2 separate regions of the Gossypium hirsutum genome follow, and region 2 is linked to region 1. Evidence: chromatin contacts called from public Hi-C data. All regions are on one chromosome and are shown on one strand. Each heading gives the region's core, a stretch centred on a gene start, on an enhancer-like site or on the middle of the called end of the contact. The rest is flanking DNA. Distances are from core to core; before and after follow the strand shown.

Region 1 (2,776 bases), core at 231-2,730:
GATTCGTATGGGCTTTGCCTCAAACTGGATTGAGACTATTATGAAGTGCATCAATTCTGTTACCTATTCGATAATAGTTAATGGATTTGAAGAGGAGAATTTTCAACCGACGAGGGGGTTGCGCCAAGGGGATCCACTCAGTCCTTTTATGTTCCTTATATGTGGGGAAGGCTTATCTTGTCTAATAAATCGTGCAATGCGTGAAGGATTGTTGAAATGAGTAAAAGCCAGTCGGAGTGGACCGCAGGTGTCACACTTACTCTTCGCTGATGACTGTATTTTATTTAGTAAAGCAACGAGTAGAGGAGCTAATATCTTAAAAGAAATCCTTAGAAAGTACAGAATGTGTTAAGGACAATGCATTAATTTCGACAAATCAGTTGCCTTTTTTAGCAAGAATACGCCTGATGTTGATAGAAGAGTGGTGGGTAATATATTGGGAGTACGAAGCTCGAGTGACCCAAAGCGTTACCTAGGATTACCTAACATGGTAGGCAGGAAGAAAAGGGAGTCGTTTCAAATTTTAAAGGATCGAATCAAGCAGCGCATTGATCAATGGGGTACAAGACATTTATCACAATGAGGGAAAGAAGTATTTATTAAGGCCATACTCCAAGCCATCCCAACTTACTCAATGGCCTGTTTCCTTTTTCCCAAGATATTGTGTGGTGAGATTAAGAATATTATTTCCAAGTTTTGGTGGCAAAAGGGCCATGGAAGAAGGGGTATACACTGGTCTGCATGGAGGAACCTTTGTACTTTGAAGGAAAATGAAGGTCTTGGGTTTCGAAATATTAGCCAGTTTAATATCGCTATGTTAGCTAAGCAAGGGTGGCGCCTCATTAATTATCCAAATTTCTTACTAGCAAAAGTTCTTAAAGCCAAGTTTTAATACACAGTTGGGTAACTCCCCATCACTTACCTGGAAGAGTGTCTGGGCTGTAAAAGGATTGTTACGAAGTGGGCTGAGTTGGAGAGTTGGACGGGGAACTGGAATCTCAGTGTGGAATGATTAGTGGATACCAAGAATTGATACGGTTGTTAGGAGTCACGAAAACAACAATGAAGTCCAATTAGTTTCAGATATAATTGATGCAACAAATAATATGTGGAAGTCTGAACTAGTACTAAGTACCTTCCCAGTAGATACTGCCCAAAAGATTTTGCAAATCCCTCTGGCGAAACTCCTAGGAGTTGATTTTCAGGTGTAGAAGGGTGAGATTTCTAGTGAGTTTTCGGTCAGAAGTGCCTACAAACTATTACAAAGCACTAGCTCGAATCCTAACAACTTATTATTACAGACCGATTTAAAAAATTTCTACAAAAACCTCTCGAATTTACAGTTACCCTCAAAGATTACTATTACAGTTTTGAGATCATCATGGAACTATATGCCTACTCTAGTTAATTTACGATCTAAACGAGTAGTCGACACTGCTGTTTGTTCTCGATGTAGATCTGGGGAGGAAGATTTATCTCATGTCTTTCGGTATTGTCCTGTAGCAATTGAAGTTTGGCAAATGTTAGATCTTCTTTGGTTAATAAATTTTTGGTTCAGAGGTTCTGGGACTGGCTTACTTGGATGTTCCAAAAGAGCACTCCCAAACAAGGTCGATTGCTTTGCTGTGGCATATGGGTCCTGTGGGGGTCAAGAAACAAGCTCATGCATGAAAGAAAAGTTGAGTCAGGAAGAGAGATAGCATCAAAATTTCAAAGGTATTTGGCTGAGATTGATGGTCTGGCAGAAAAAAGGAGTACCTTATTTACAGCTACGAGGGCCATTCAGAGCGATACGAGTTCTGGGATGACGATTCACTTTGATGCTGCTTTTAACCGAAGGGATTTCAAATCGATGGCAAGCCTGGTGGTTCGGGATCAGATGGGAGTAATTCTTGCTACGAAGACGGTCTTAAATTCAAATGTTTCAACTTCTTTTGCAGCAGAAGCTTATGCAGGTCTTCACTCGATTAATCTTGGACTTTCCATGGGTATACACTCAGTTACGGTAAAGGGGGATTCACGAACCATCATAAAGAAATGTCAAACATCGATGCAAGATAAGTCAGTTATAGGAGCAATCATCAGTGATATTCAAAAAAAGTCGGAGTTTTTTCAAGAAATCAGGTTCCAATTTATCAATAGAATCGAGAACATCTTGGCTCATAAAATTGCAGAAGAAGTGCTAAGAAGGGGAGAAGAAACACACCTGGAAGGAGAGGCACTACACCATATTTATGTGTGTTCGGAGGGAAGATGGAGTAGGCTCCCAGATTGAGAATGGCTTTGTGAAATATGAAGAGGATTGGATAGCATACTATGGAAAAAACTGAAAAGCTATCAAATGCAGTAGATGGGTTTTTTGGAAATGAAAGGACGATTTGTAAATGGTGTCCAGCTGCAATCTTATTCGACTAGTAATTATTACCCTAGGTTTCCTATTTTCGTAGCTTTAAGTATTCTGCTTTCCACTAGTTTTTGTTTTTCTTTTATTTTTCTTTAATGGACCGGTTGGGGGTATACCCAGTAGGCCCATGTCTTAGCATCGAACTTCTGTTATTGTTTAATTTAAATTAATGTCTAGTCTATTTTTATTCAAAAAAAATGATTGGACGTAAATTTTTTATTTTAATAAATGAATTTCTTAATTTTTAAAAAGGTTGGAACAATGATGACTTAAATTGTGATTTAGAATGTTGAATACCTTTAAAAGCTATAAATCTCTAATTTATTGTCTTATGTTCATTTTACATACTATTGATTATTCTAATTGGATGAA
Region 2 (2,727 bases), core at 119-2,618, 380 kb before region 1:
CCTAGTACAAGCTAAGGGCAGTTTTAATTTCACAGGTCTTGGACGCTCAAACCTGCAAACATGAAAACAGTGACGGTAAAGACATATAAGTAACGGGAAAGTAATTTCAAATATGGACATAGGTTCAATAAAAACAAGAATGTAAAAGCGGCTCCTTCATCATGAATTACCTGGAGGAAGAGACTGCTTCAACTTGTCAGCCTTCTCAGCATCAGACACGCAAAGGGTGTACAAGTACTTGGAGCAGCGGACCTTGAACTTGACAACATCTCTGCTTTTCTTGATTTTTACAGAGCGAGCATCTTTCCTTCTAGCAGTGAGAAGGAAGTCCTTGATCTCATGAATTTGCTTAGGCTGTCCATCAGAATACAAATCTTAGGAAATAAAGCAGAACCAGAAAACATGATATTAAAAGCCTAAAGATCATCATCGACAGGTCAGTTAACTGCTCGAGCACAAGGAAAACACAAACTAGGACTACTGGAAATAAATAAATAAAAACTGGACATTCATGCTAACCAAACATTCCAACATTCCAAATATTTCAGCTTAGTTTGTTAAGCAGCAAATTAGTTCAAACTTTTAAACAATCATTTATCAGACCAGACCAGCCTACCATTAAATGAGTTCATCTCACGACTCAAGTTGACACTGAAATCAAAAGATACCAAAAAAGAAAGAAATAAAAAACTCATCAACTCAATGCAATTAATAGCAATATTTTCAAGCAGACCAAGGGCAAAGTACCTCATTGCAAATATTCCAATGAAACAAAACGAGAAAATACATACATTGAATGCACAACCATTTACCAAAGTTTCACAATCCGTAAAACTATAATCTAAGGCAAAGCTCACATATTTCAAATGTCTCCTAAAATACAGAACCCAAACTATTTCTCAAAATCTTTTAAACCAATTGAAATTTCAACCCATCTTCACTAAGAACATAAACGAAAAAAAAAAAGAAAAGCAAGCCAACAACAGAAAAAAAAATGAAACGATTACCGGTAAAAGAGGATCTGAAGAACAAATAATCATCATTAAGAAAGAGGCATTGACCATGAAAAAAAAATCAGACTCGGAGATCTAATGAAATAAATGGAGAGGGAAAGAGACTTTATTTTACCATTTTCAACTGAAGCTTTCAGGGGAGCTTCCTCACTCTGCAGGAACACCTAAAAATCAAAGCTCGCAGTCCAACCTTGTGTTTCTTCGTTATTTGATTATATGGAGGCGTTGAAGGAAAACCCTAAAAATAGTTTACTTTGTTACCCGTTTTACCCTTGTTTAAGTGGTTTTATTATTAAGAGTCCGAATCTCCTATCCTGCTGCTGGACTTGGACGGGATCTTTTGCGTAACAGAAATGACCTTATTATGGGCCAAGAGGCCCTTTATACTAAAAATTCAACATTCAATCGAATCAATATTGAATATGGATTGGCAAAAGATACACACCGTGAATTTAATTGAAATTTTAAAATTTTTAATCACAGGATTAATTTTAATTAATTTAAGTGGTTAATCGAATTATACATTTTTTAAAAAAATAAGTTTAAAATATAAAAAAAAATCCATGATAATTTTTTCCTTAATTAAAAAAAACATAATAACAACTATAAATTGAAAACATAATAATAAACATTACATTAAAAACATTTTTTTTTTTACTTTTCTTTGTTTAAGTTTTTTTTACGAACCTTTCTCATGTTCTCTTTTTCTTTCGCTGTCTTAGGACAATCCTCTAAAGAGAGATGAAATCATGATACAGAAGGTTGGTTTCCTTTCCTCGAATCTCTCATTAAATAATGCTCCAATATCTTATCTATGTATGAAGCCTGAGACAATGGTATCACTTTGTTCTTTCGATCCTTTAGGATTCTAATACCTAGAATGAAATTAACTTCTCCAAAGCCCTTCATGCTAAACTGTTGGGTTAACTATAGTTTAACCAATGACAATGTCCCTACATCATTCTCAATGAGTAGAATATCATCATATAAAACGAGAAAGACCACATTTTCATCCCTTAAACATTTATAAACATAAGGTGTATCTACATTTTGCTCAAATACAAAAGTCTTGATCACTTGATCAAATCTTTGATTTTATGAGTAGGACACTTGCTTAAGTCCATATACGGGTCTAAATAGTTTGCAAACTTTATACTTGTTTCCTTTAATTATATATCTGGTGGGTTGCATCATGTAGATGCTCTCTCAAGATAGCCATTTAAAAATATTGTCTTGACATCCATTTGCTAGATCTCGTAATCAAGAGCCGTCACAATGAATAGTAATATACAGATTAACTTGAGTATGGCAATCGGAGAGAAGGTTTCTTCGTAATCAATGTTTTATTTTTTAGTATAACCTTTTGCTACAAATTTGGCCTTATAAGTTTCTACTTTTTCATCCGCGTTTCTTTTCTTTTTGTAGATCTACTTACACCCTATGGGTTTTATCCATTTCGGTAAGTTTACAGGTTCCCACATTGAGTTGGAATACATTAGGTCCATCTTAGCTTTTATAGCTATTTCCCAGAGCTTGGAATCAACATTCTGTATCACTTCGTCATATGTTGAGGCTATAATAGTTTGCTCTTTTAGGTTATAAAACAAACCACCATTTGTTCCCTTTGGATATCCTACAAACATGCACAATTTTGTCCTTAAGCTTAACTTCCTCGCATCTTTATCCAATACGTGGGTCGAGCATTCCCAAATCT

Evidence for each region. Hi-C and Micro-C count contacts between places; a contact is called where the count stands out from the background.
Region 2: a Hi-C map of leaf shows a contact between it and region 1, with 2.0 times the contacts expected there. The contact joins the promoter of LOC107896921 here to the promoter of LOC121208305 in region 1. A contact is called at or near these places in 6 of 34 Hi-C or Micro-C datasets (anther, callus, hypocotyl and 1 more).

Annotation. Positions count from the first base shown.
Region 1 is chrA10:79,510,405-79,513,180 of Gossypium_hirsutum_v2.1, reverse strand. It overlaps LOC121208305, which reads left to right and starts at 1,480. Exons shown (of 3, transcript XM_041078857.1): 1 at 1,480-1,497; 2 at 1,579-1,667; 3 at 1,759-2,275. The coding sequence starts at 1,480. The coding sequence ends at 2,275. LOC107896925 (a long non-coding RNA gene) reads right to left here and starts at 2,040. Exons shown (of 5, transcript XR_005903256.1): 1 at 1,759-2,040; 2 at 1,579-1,660; 3 at 1,136-1,497; 4 at 923-990.
Region 2 is chrA10:79,894,572-79,897,298 of Gossypium_hirsutum_v2.1, reverse strand. LOC107896921 (60S ribosomal protein L38) reads right to left here and starts at 1,368. Exons shown (of 3, transcript XM_016822232.2): 1 at 1,129-1,368; 2 at 171-354; 3 at 1-52. The coding sequence starts at 1,131. The coding sequence ends at 30.